Linked DNA regions of Gossypium arboreum: region 2 is linked to region 1. Evidence: chromatin contacts called from public Hi-C data. All regions are on one chromosome and are shown on one strand. The core of a region is the stretch at or near the end of the contact, and the rest is flanking DNA. Distances in the headings are between cores, read along the strand shown.

The links. A called contact is a pair of places that touch in the nucleus more often than the background predicts.
Region 2: a contact with region 1 is called in a Hi-C map of leaf, with 2.9 times the contacts expected there. The contact joins the promoter of LOC108483766 here to the promoter of LOC108482307 in region 1.

What each region holds. Positions count from the first base shown.
Region 1 is chr3:131,196,162-131,202,436 of ASM2569848v2, forward strand. LOC108482307 (protein RALF-like 33) reads right to left here and starts at 2,872. Exons shown (of 1, transcript XM_017785430.2): 1 at 2,256-2,872. The coding sequence starts at 2,805. The coding sequence ends at 2,425.
Region 2 is chr3:131,331,909-131,338,183 of ASM2569848v2, forward strand. LOC108483766 (mitochondrial thiamine diphosphate carrier 2-like) reads left to right here and starts at 3,903. Exons shown (of 7, transcript XM_017787339.2): 1 at 3,903-4,460; 2 at 5,247-5,363; 3 at 5,556-5,667; 4 at 5,913-6,040. The coding sequence starts at 4,344.

The DNA of each region.
Region 1 (6,275 bases), core at 1,622-4,121:
TTGGCTCAACTAATCACAAAAAAACACTTAGGCATTATAGTGTTGCAAATGTGGTCCTGATTTTCCTTGCTGTTTATCTGTGTATTTGCTTGTTTTCCCTTTATTTATTTTTTTCTCTTTCCATACATACCTGTAAATATGAATAAGACATTTGGGGTGCAAATTTAGTTGTGTTGCCATAAAGTTAAGGATATGCCCAATTACAGTTGGGAGTACTTGGTTCCTTTACAATTTTGCATCGTTGTTCTTCTCAGGCATCCAATGCGATATTTCTGCTCCGTGTACCTATCATTTCTTTAAGCATTTGGGCTTTTGATTGAAACGATCTAATTCGGTTAATTGGTCGGTTAATAATTTTTTGGAAATTTAGTTATCGATTAATTCAGCTTGAAATTGAGTAAATAATCAAAATAACTGAACTTAATAATTAATAATACAAATTTTATGTACTTTTTTTATATGTTTATTCTTGTTTTAATAAAAAAATATATATTTTGGTTTGATTAACTGTTAAAAGATTAAAAAGTTCAATTAATTTGATTAATACTAATTTGATTTGGTTAACCGTTTGAACACTCTTACTTTCAACAAATTAATTTTCCCTCAACAACTATCATGTTTGTGTTGTACTTTCGTATCATTCAAAATTATCTGCTTAATATTTTATTTACAATTGAAAAATTAGACAAAATTTATATATGACGTACACTTAATGAGATTAAAGATCCATACATCATAATTACACTTACTAAAACTTGAATCTAAAAAAAAAAGCACAAATTTTTATTGCATTTATTTTGTATGCAGCAAAGCAATACAATATAACTTACCTTGATTAAATCTAAACATGAAGGCTTTAAATGAAGGTGGGACTAATTTATTGTATCCAACTATCCAACTATTTTTCAACAACAAATTTTACTCTTTCTTTTCTGGGCCATTTGTTGTCTGAAATCTCCAGAGAAGAAATTCAGTGCCACAAAAATCAACCTAAAAAAAAACTGAAAATTCATATCTAAGAACTGTACAAATAAATATCTTTTTTTTTTCTCTCATCAACTAATTATACAATTCCCATAAATATTTCTCAAATTTCATCCACACAAACAGGCATGAAAAATCGATAATTTGTAAAGAAGAAAAAAATCATGTCTGCTTTTTAGTAAAATTTAAAATTTTAATAAATATTACGATAATTTTTTAAGGATAAATATTAAATTTATAACTTGGTTCAATTTACACTTTAATAGATGAAGTTCGGTTTTGTGCAATTATACGTATAAAACTTAAATTGTGGTTTATATATAAACATAAAATTTAATTTTGATTTAATTGTACACATTAAAGAAATCAATACATATATTAATTTCATAATTAATATAATTATTTGTATTTGTAATATATCAATGTAAAATGACGTTAATTAAAAATAATTATTAATGATTTTTAAATATCTCACAAAATAAAATTTTATATATGACATTGCATATTAAATCAAAGTTTATGTACAGGAGTTGGAAGGGTGCCCGGCCCCTCTAAAATAAAAAAATTTCTATTTTACCCCTTTAAAATTTTAATTTAGTAAACGTAAATTTACACTTTAGCCCCTTAAAAATGATAAAATTTTGATTTAATTATTTAAAAATTATATTTTTACTATCGAAAAATTAGTTTAATTTTTCCTAAAAATTTTCTGGCTTCACCCTATTTATGTATTGTTTCAATATTTATCCCTTCTTTTCCTTTTGGGTAAATGCAAGGTTAGGATTTAATTTTAAGATTTAGGATTAATATTTAGGGTTTAACATTTAACATTTAATATTAATATTTAGAATTTAGAATTTTAGAGACTAAATTTAAGTTTTAGGATTTAATATTTGAGATTTTAAAATTTTATTTAAATATAAATCTTAATTTTAATTTTTCCCCGCACATAGCCCTGCCGACATATTTGTTACTTTGTTTTAATATTTTTTAATTTTAAAAATACTTAAATTTATTACTTATTTAATACTAAACTTCTATACTTAAATTATTTAAATTAAATCAGCAAATTGATTTTTTTCATTTAAAAGAAAAAACTTGGAATAAAAAACTACAAAAGCAATATAAAAGAAATAAATCCAATAAAAAAGGAAAATTAAAAAAAGTAGGATTTAAATACAACACATTATCAATGTAATTATAATTCATGCTATTATAATCTCATCTTTATTCTGACACTTCTATATATATATATATATATATACACAAAATTTTGGAAAAATATTTGAGAACAACAATCGCATCAGCAAGCAATACACACAATTAAATTATTCAAATATAAGAAGAAAATAAAGATGAAATTAAATTACATTTTTAGAAATAGAGAGGCAACAAATTTTTTTTTAAATTAAAAGGATAATTTAAAAAATAGTAATAAATCTAACGCCGACAGCGCGTAATTCTACTGCACCCGCGTGAGTAAGGATTAGCCTGAGCTCCCGGCCGGCAGTTATAGTAGGACGCGCCACGTCGCGAGCATGGCACCGTGTTCCTCCTCAACGCACCGTAGCTAATGTAGCGAGTCCTGGCTAAAATGCGCCTGCTGATCTCGGAGTCCATGGCGAACTCAGCATCGAAGTCCGAAGACTCCTCCCCGCTTAGCATCAGGCACTCGGCGATGGATCCGCGGCATTCCGATTTACTCGGGAGAAAAAGGCCGCCGACGACGTCGAGAGTGGGAGAAGAAGACGAGAGCGCCACGTGGACGGCCAGGATGGTGGAAATGGTGAGGAAAGTGAAGGAGAATCTATAGCTTCCCATTTTTGAGGTTTCTTAGATTTTGTATTTCTGTTGAAGGAGGGAGTGGAAATAAGGGCAGGATTTAGGATTATATGTGATTACAAGTCAGAGAAAGCCACTGATGTTTGGATGTATTTGCGATTCTGCCACTTTAATTTCGAGTTTAATTGTAATTTAAGAAAAACAGTTATTTTCTTTAACCAGACTTTGACGGTTTTGACAAACGTTGTATTGAGAATTACGCTCGTCATAGTTGGGTTAAAGTTAAATTAATTGATACAAATCGATTTAATTTAATTAATTGATTAATAGTCGAATTTAGTTTCATAAAAAATTAATTAATATTTTTTAAAATTTTAATAATTAATTAATTCAATTTGAGAATCATTATTAATAACCGTCGAAGCACTGGAAATTTAAATATCTAACTGACCATACAAAATAATGCCTCAATTTTCTCTATTACCATATAATAGGGTTTTTAGTCTGTTGTTGGTTACTTAGTATTTGAAGAGTAAAACATAAAAACAGTCATAAAACTATTTCTTTTGTTTTATTTTCATCACCGAACTATTAATTTTTTGATTTAATTATTTAACATTTCAAAATTAAATATTTTAGTCATTCTTGCCGTTAATTTATTGTGGGTTTAGATCGACGGTGTAGTGCAGTACGTTTAGCTTACTTTTTATCTCACGCTACAATATCTAATCTCACCGCCATCACTGTTTTTATATTAGTTACAAGTAAATGCACTACCCATCCAAACTCACCTTTAGTAATAGAAATATAATATACACTTTTTTTTACACTTCCAATGTGAGAATGCAAATTTAATATTTATAAGTAACATTGTTAAAAGGAACAATAAAAAATTTTCGAACGTAAATTATAAAACGAGGATGAAAGTTTAAAAAAAATATATAATTAAACACAAATGTGATGTAGTTGAATTGAGTAGCCCAAATCAAACCTACTTAAGCCTATAAGCTTAAAAGAGTTTAGTAGCATATTACTCCATTGGGCTTCATACTTAAAAACAATAAAATCAAATGGTAAAAAATAAAATTTGGGCCCATCCAACAAATAGCCCAAAAAATTAAATCTTTACCATAATTATTGAATTTTGATATAACTACAAAAGAGTCACTTTCCATCTTTCCTCTCAATTTATTCTAAAATAAATATATATTTTTAAAATATAATTGATTTTTTTGAAATTTTAACAACTTTTATGAGTTAAATTAATTTTTAGTTGTTTAAATATCAAGCAATTTGATAGCATACATTCAATCAAATGAACCATTTATTTCTCTATTCAATCGGTTTAATCAATCAATTCAAACAAAAATATATTTTTGACAAAATGTGACATTAGGGATTGTAATAGATATCTTATATTGTGCATTATAAGAATGAAGGTGGTGACAAAAAAGAAATGTCCATTTTAACTATTCATTTAATTTTTCTTCTCTTTTAATTCTTGAACTTGTATTGTTTATCAAATCACCTCAAGATGGATAGAAAAGTTAACGTTTGCTAATAATTGTTAATAAAAAAAAAACTAACTGTTGATATTGAATTCACGTAACAATCTACGTGTATGCGACATTAGCAAAGTTAACAAAAATTAACTTTTACATTAATGTTAGGGTGATTTGACAAATAACATAAGGTTAAGGGTTAAAAAAGATGAATAGGGCTAAAATGATTTTTCCTATAAAGTTGGAGGATCGGATAGGTGGTTACACCTTCTATCTATTCGAGGTTAATTACTAGACAGATTTGCCTTAAAAAAAGGATTATATGTTCTTTTGGTCCTCAACAGGCTCCTTGTTGTAACAAATTTTCTACTTTTAGAAACGTGGTGGGTGAAGATCCAATTTTTTTTTTTTTTTGGTTGAATTGGTTGCTATAAGTCTCAATTTATTGGTTGAAGTAGTGGATGGCCTTCCTTGATTAAATTAATAAAATGTTGTTATTATTATTATTTGAATTTCCTTTTCCACTTCATATTTTCTTAATAAAGACAAAGTTATATGTTTTAACCCTTAATTAATACCACAAAACCAAGTCGTCCATGCTTGTTAATTGTATTATAAATTTTTAATACAAACAAACTTTGGAATTAGATGTTGCCCACCTTACTTACCAATGTTGAGCCCAATTTCTGCCCGGGTCCAATTAAATCAGTCCAAATTAAACACCCCACTAAACCGACCACTAACTCCATCACCCTACTAAACCATCCACTACCTCCATCACCCCCACACCCTACTAAACCATCCACTGCCTCCATCACCTCCACTAACTCCATCACCCTACTTGTTATAAGTTGTAAAATTTGGCTATAAAAGCCATGGAAAAACTATTGTAAGGGAGGAATTTTTTTAGAGAATACACATACGAAATCAAAGAGAATGCAAATCAAATTTTTAAGGTAACTTTTTATATTATTCAATTTTGTTTACTTTGGCGTTCACATTTTTTCTTTGCACAAACGAAAGAAGGGAAAAGAGAGGGAGTTTACCTCTAATTTTATTTCCTTTCTGATTTGGCCCCAAAGTTTTCATTTTTAATTCAATTTAACCCCTTTTTTATTTTTTTTATTTTACTGTTAAATTAATTAATTTGAGCTTTATTCTCATTATTTTTATTTTTTTATTTTCTATTAATTTAATTAATTTGAGTTATGTTTCATATTATTATATATTTATTATGTAAATACATATATATATTTTTAAGCGAAGTTAATTATTTTAAATATAAATTTCTATTATATATAGATTTATTATATTATTTTTTATACCATTGTTTATTATCGGTTACCATTTTTATATCAAATTATTATTATTTATTATTTCTCACTATTACTAATTTAACATTGTTATTCCAATTTTTTTTACTATTATCCCCATATTTAATGTTATCGTCAACATATTTTTGTTATTATCATCATGTTTTAATACTATTATTAATACTATTAGCACAATGTTTATTACATTATTGTATTTATTATTACTGTTGTTTTATTAATTATTTCTATTAATTACTATTATTATTATTTTAATTATTTATATATGGTTAGCATTATTCTCATATTATTATTTTCATGTTGTCTATTATCATCATTTTTAAAAAAAAATCTATGTCCTTAATTCATTTATCCATTGATCTTCTCTCAAAATTTTTCAAAATAAAGGCAATGTTTGGTATTTAAAGAATTCGAAGAATCGTGCCCTAACGTACTGGGTTTCGCTTTCTTTGTTTGTCTTGAATACTCGAATATCCTCTTACCAGTTCACTCTAAAAAATTTTCAAAATAAAGGCAATGTTCGGTATTTAAAGAATTCACAGAATCGTGCCCTAACGTACTGAGTTTCGCTTTCTTTGTTTGTTTTGAATATTCGAATATCCTCTTAAGGCTAAAAAGCACGTTTTAAAGGCAAGCTCATAATTGAGGGTCAAAAATGTTGTGTCCTAACGTACTA
Region 2 (6,275 bases), core at 2,653-5,152, 140 kb after region 1:
GATAACTGTTAGAAAGTCACTAAAGCTTAGCTTAGAGAAATCAAGAACCCTAGGATTGGCTCTTGAAAAGGCTGGACCTAGGTTAGAGGAGATCAACCAAAGATTGCCTTCCTTAGAAGCTGTTGTTCGCCTGATTCGTGCCGGCAAGGATGCACTTGTTGCCGTCGGGGGGCATTTAATCAAGTTGTGGGCCCTGCTGTGACAGTGCTTGAATTTTTTGATGTCGTTCGTGGACTTGAAAAGTCCCTGCTATCAGATCCCAGGAATGATCTTCCTAGGTATTTATCAGTGTTGAAATGCCTCGAATTAAGGTTTCTGGGTGATAATTGTGGATTGGCAATTCAATGGTTGGAAGATATAATTGAGTATTTGGAGGATAACAGAGTTGCTAATGGAATGTACCTATCGAATTTGAAGACATACTCAAGGGAGTTGCAAAATGATGGGAAGAAAGTACATCTTGATGGAGGCCTTTTGGATGTTTTATTGGATAAATTGGAAAATGAGTTTAGAAGACTATTGGCAGAGCATAGTGTGCCACTCCCAATGTTATCACGTCACTAGGCGAATAGGCATGCATTGCACTATTGCCCTTACCTCTGACTGTTATCTAGAAGTTACAAGCGTCCGTTTCTCCTTCTCCTTCTCCTTTTAATGGTAATTTTCCAAAAGTTAGCTTTTGCTTCTTTTCAAACAGGAGAAAATTAAGTTTTATGGTAAAATTTTACATTCTATTTTCGTAAAAATATAAAATTTTATTCTCATCCCAGCTGAACATCTAAGTTGGCATTTAAAATCAATTTAGATTGCCACATAAGACTGCCATTAGAGAAGTAACAGAACTTGACAATAGAGTGATCACTTCATAACAAAACGATAACGTAAGTGACTAAAACGTAACATTTCAAACGTAAGTGACTAAAATATAATTTGAGACAAACAAAAGTGAGTATTTTTGTAATTTATCCTTTTTAAAATATAATTTTATATTTCTTTTACAATTTTTAAATATATTGTAAAAAATTAAGATTTTCTTTTTATAACTTTAAAAAAAACTAAGTTTAAAATAAACCTTGAAAGTTTGATTTTCTTTTTCTTAACTTTTTGTTTACATAGACCACCATATCAACATCACAATAGTTGATTCAAGAGCTATTAATAACCACGTCAATACATTAATGATCAAGAATCGAAAACTTTAGTGAAAGATCTTAATTGATGTATTTTTTTACATCTAAAGCTTAATCTATTGCCTTTTACACTGAAAAGTTTTTTATTAGTTTTCTCAAAAAAAATACAAGGGTGCTTCTAACATTTAGGCTTAAAATATTTGTTTAATTCATACAACGAATATAAGTTGAAACCTCAAATCTCAACCCCCTGTGCATTCATAATGGACATTTACACTTGTTATGACCTTCATTTCGATATCAACTGCATCTTTTTTATTGGCCTTTCCCACGCTCATCCATCTTCATGCTTAATTGGGTTTGTTGAGGGCAACCTTTTGGGCATTGACGACATTCTAGATTTGGAATAACGTTATAGGGCATTGGGTTCATTTACAAAATCTTAAGCCTTTTTTACTTATAATCCAAATATCTACAAGTATAAAGTTAGTGGGGTACAAATAAACTTTTTTGCAAAAACAAAGTTACAAAAAATTAATTTTTTAAGATATAAAGTAAGATTTGTAACACTGTGATTTTTGTAAAATATTGGCATCGACTATGAATAAAGTTATTCTCTTATGATAGATACAATCACTTCTAAATATCTTATTAGTTTGGTAGTTCACGAAAAAACTTGATATGCATCTAAATAGATGTTGTTATAGTCTTGTTGATACTAGTGTTCAACAAAGAGGAGATACGAAAGAGATGATGGTGATGATGAGGGGGACGGTTCAACTATTACAGGCGAAAAGCCGGAGTAGGAAGAGTAGGAAGGAAGGAGAAGGGAGATAAGTAGAGGAATTGTGGAGTGCTAGGGTATATGGTTTAAGGGAGTAAAAAGAGAGGAAAAGAAAGATCCCCCACTCATCATGGATTGAAGTATATATAAGGGAAAGGTCCCATTGCCTAATAGTGTCACGTCATTGACAGTACGGATGGTGACCTACTTGTGTGGTTGGCCAAGTGGTAGGTCTGTTATATGTCTATTGTTGTCAAGTGTAGTATTGCATAGGCCTACTTTGACATTCGCTTTAATGAGGTAGTATGGAGCTTTTAAGCCTCAATGGTCCCCTCTTAAGGATGAGAGTGTGATGCTAATACCGTCCATGATGGATGGTACATCAAGTGGCTGAAGACGAATGGTCTCCCTATGGGCAATGTGAGAGTGGTTGGTCATTGGGTGACCAGTTGAATGGTACCAAAAAGAGAGTCATCTATAGGTGCTTCTTGGACCACTTCTCGTGCTACCATGTGTCTAAGCTTAGATAAGGGTATAACAAGTTAATTTAATGAATCACTAAGGAATTTTATATGAATATCAAATAGTAATGTTGATATTTTGTATTATTTTCGTTCATTCAGTTTTTTATCCCATTAAATTTTAACAAGACATAGATATCAAGAGAAAGTGTTATGAATAATAAAGATTATTGTAGATATCGAGAGTGGAAGATAAATTATTCTTTTATCCAAAATAAACAATTTATTTGCCTTTTCTTACTTATCACTACATATTTATTATCCTTTATTTCGAGCACATTCTTAATTAATATATAGTCCTATGTTTTACATTATTAAAAATAATTGATATCATATTATATATTTTTATATTCCTCGCTTTTAAATCATTATTCAATTTTATAATAAATTTTAACTCATGAAATTTCAATACCTTTTTTAAAAATTATTTATCTGAATAAAATAAATAAAAATATTAGTATTTTGAAAATGGTTAGTATTTAATTTACGACAATATACTTTTTTATTTTACAAGTAACTTTAAAAATTGACACATCTCTTTTTTTTTAAATATTCATTTTTAATATTTCATTATAACTCTATAGGATATTTATCAACCCCTGTCACTACTTATGAAGTCTAAAATTCCAATGACAATGTACTAAATTTTATAAGTAAATTTTAACATTAGGTTATGACAAACTTGATATGAAAATCAAAGGTGATTTTAATTGACATGGTAAAAATCAAATAAAAGAAGATTTTGAGATATCAAATTGAAATCCTATCATGTAAATATATATTTTTAAATTGTATGCAAACAACAACAACAATAAAAAAAAACCCTTAAAGTTATATATTCTTTTGTTTTATAAAAATATTTGTTGTTTTAAATAATAATATAAATGATATATTCTATTTATATATATATATATATACTATATTCTATGAATGTTATTTTTAAAACTCTATTAATAAGCGTTATGTGTAGCAATAGAACATATAAATTTAAAAATAGATTTGAGTTGAAATATTAAAGACGATATTATTAAAAAAACTCGAATATTAAACATAAATCATAAATGAAATATAAAAAAATGAAGTCCATATGTAGTACAAGTAATATCCTAGAGGGATAAATAAAGAGTGTGTCCATTGGTGGTCCATCAAGAAAGAGTCACTTCTATTGACTATCTTACTTTAGAAATTAAATATGAAACACTAACATTGAACACAAGTTCTGAAAGAAAATTATTAAGAAACAAATGAACTTTCTCAATTCTTTGAGAAAAACAAAATTAAAAAATTTAATACTTACTGATTAAGTTTTAATCTGACTGATACAAATATTATTATCATAATAAAAAATATATTTTGAGGACATTAAAATATATTTTTATTATTATAATAATAATGATATCATTAAGTTAAGAATTGATCTCGTTTATAATTAAAAAAGCGATATAAAATAATTAGTATTTAATCTTTCAAATAATAAAATATTACCCCCATCATCCATCTCAAGATTCTCAACTGTATTTTGTTTCTGGGTGTTCTTTGAGCTTCTTTTACATGGAATCGCCCTTCTCAATCCATTAAGACCGCAAAAAGCGAAAGATTATTTCTTTAATCGCCCTCTCCCTTTCTATTCATAAAGCACCTTTAATTCAATGGTGGCTCTTCACTTTATCCCCCAACTCTTCCCGATTTCCGCCTCCCTTTTCCTTTTCTCTATTTGTTTTTTTTTCTTCTTTTTCTTTCTCCTTGATCTCTTTTTCATCTCCTGCATTCTCTCGCTAGCCTTATCTTTATAATCCCTTTCGCCCTTTTGAAATTTGGGTTTTCAATTCGGTTGCCTAAATCCACAGGGCGAGAGAAAGAAAAGTTTTTTGTTTTCTTTTTTTCTAATAAAAAAGCTAAGCTCTGGCAATGGAAGAGCCAGGGCAATTAAAAAGGGCATTACTTGATGCTAGTGCAGGCGCCATTGCCGGTGGCATTTCCCGGACGGTTACTTCTCCTCTTGATGTTATTAAGATAAGATTCCAGGTCAAACCAATTTCTTTGTTAATATGAGGAGAATTAGAATTATTATATCTGTTCTTATATTTATGAAATTATTTTTGGGTTTTTTATTGTTTTTTAGGCTTTGCTTGGTATGAATGATTGATAGAGTTCAAGGATCAAAAACCTTGTCAACCTAATTGTTAGGGTTCATATTAGTTTTTTACGTTGTAGCTTAACAAGTTTCCCAATCCTTGCTACCAAACAAAATCTTAGAGAACAAGTTGTTAGAGACCTGGTAGAGTGTTAGGTGAAATCAAATGAGTTTAGCTTGTAATGTTGCATTTCAAAATACACGCTTCACTTAGTTGATTAAGTAACAATTCTGGTAATAAACATAGTATGTGAGTGAGATAACTATGCGTATATGTATATAGACAGTGAAATCAGCCTTGAAACACTGACTGCATAATGTTCATATTTAGCCTACAAATTCACTTCATTGGGTGTCACAACAGCGACAAAACTAAGCCTTTCTTGGACCTTCCCACGCTGATTGTGTGAATCATATTGTGTAATCATGTGATACGTGAGAACGTATATACATACATATATATAATATTGTCAAGATTCGCTACTCATTGGAGAGTTTTGTCTCCTTTTTCCATGTTTAATTATCTTGATCATGTTCTCATCATTTTAGCCACCTTGTATGACATACAACCTTCATCTTGTTCCATATGCACTCATTTATAAGAATTTTCATCTCAGCCTTGGCCATGTGTCTCAGTATATATTAATGCTTTGAATTTTTTTTCACTATGCTGATAGGTTCAATTGGAGCCAACAGCTTCATGGGCTTTGATTCGGAGAGATCTTCCAGGATCATCAAAATACACTGGAATGTTTCAAGCAACAAAGGAGATATTCAGGGAAGAGGGTTTACCGGTATGAAGGCCATTTACTTGTGAACTTGTATGTTTGTTTCCTCTTCTATTTTACTGGTTATGTTTGTGAATGGTCCATATAGAGTGCTTATTAATTTCTATATTTAGCCGCATTGTTAGGTAGCCTTTTCTTTTCTGATTGCTCAGTTGCTGTTTCTTCTTTTTTCCCTTTCACTGTGCTTGTTTATTGCAGGGTTTTTGGCGTGGTAATGTCCCAGCTTTACTTATGGTTATGCCATACACTGCCATACAATTTGCAGTTCTGCACAAATTGAAAACATTTGTTTCTGGTTCTTCCAAGACAGGTAATTTACATTGCACAGTGCCTTTTCCTATGCTCTGATCAAAAGTAAAAGTTTTAGGTTATGCTATATATTGAAAGTAATCTTGTATGTACAGCTAGTTAATATGGAAGCATACAAATCCTTTGTCCTTGATGTCCACCATTATATGTGATGTATTGGAATATTTGGCTTTATTGTTTTCGATGATAGCTTTATGTTGTTTCTTACATTTTGATCTGTCGTCCCCTTGTTTTGTGATGGTGCAGCTGATCACATTAATTTAAGCCCCTACCTTTCTTACATCAGCGGTGCCTTAGCAGGGTGTGCAGCTACTGTTGGATCTTATCCTTTTGATCTTCTGCGGACTATATTAGCTTCACAAGGTGAACCTAAGGTATTAAATTTGACTTATGGTGTGATGTTATTTTCTGCTTGGTTAACATTTCATTCGTGTGAAGGGAATATATTTTTGATTCCTTATAGGATTATGAGTTCATAACCTTTTTGGGTAAAAAATTATAGTTGTATCACTTGTAAAGTGAGGTGCAAAAATTTCTAGCATGCAAACACCCGATGCATCCTCATATATATTACTGCAAAAGCTTTAATTTCTTCAAAGTATCTCATTT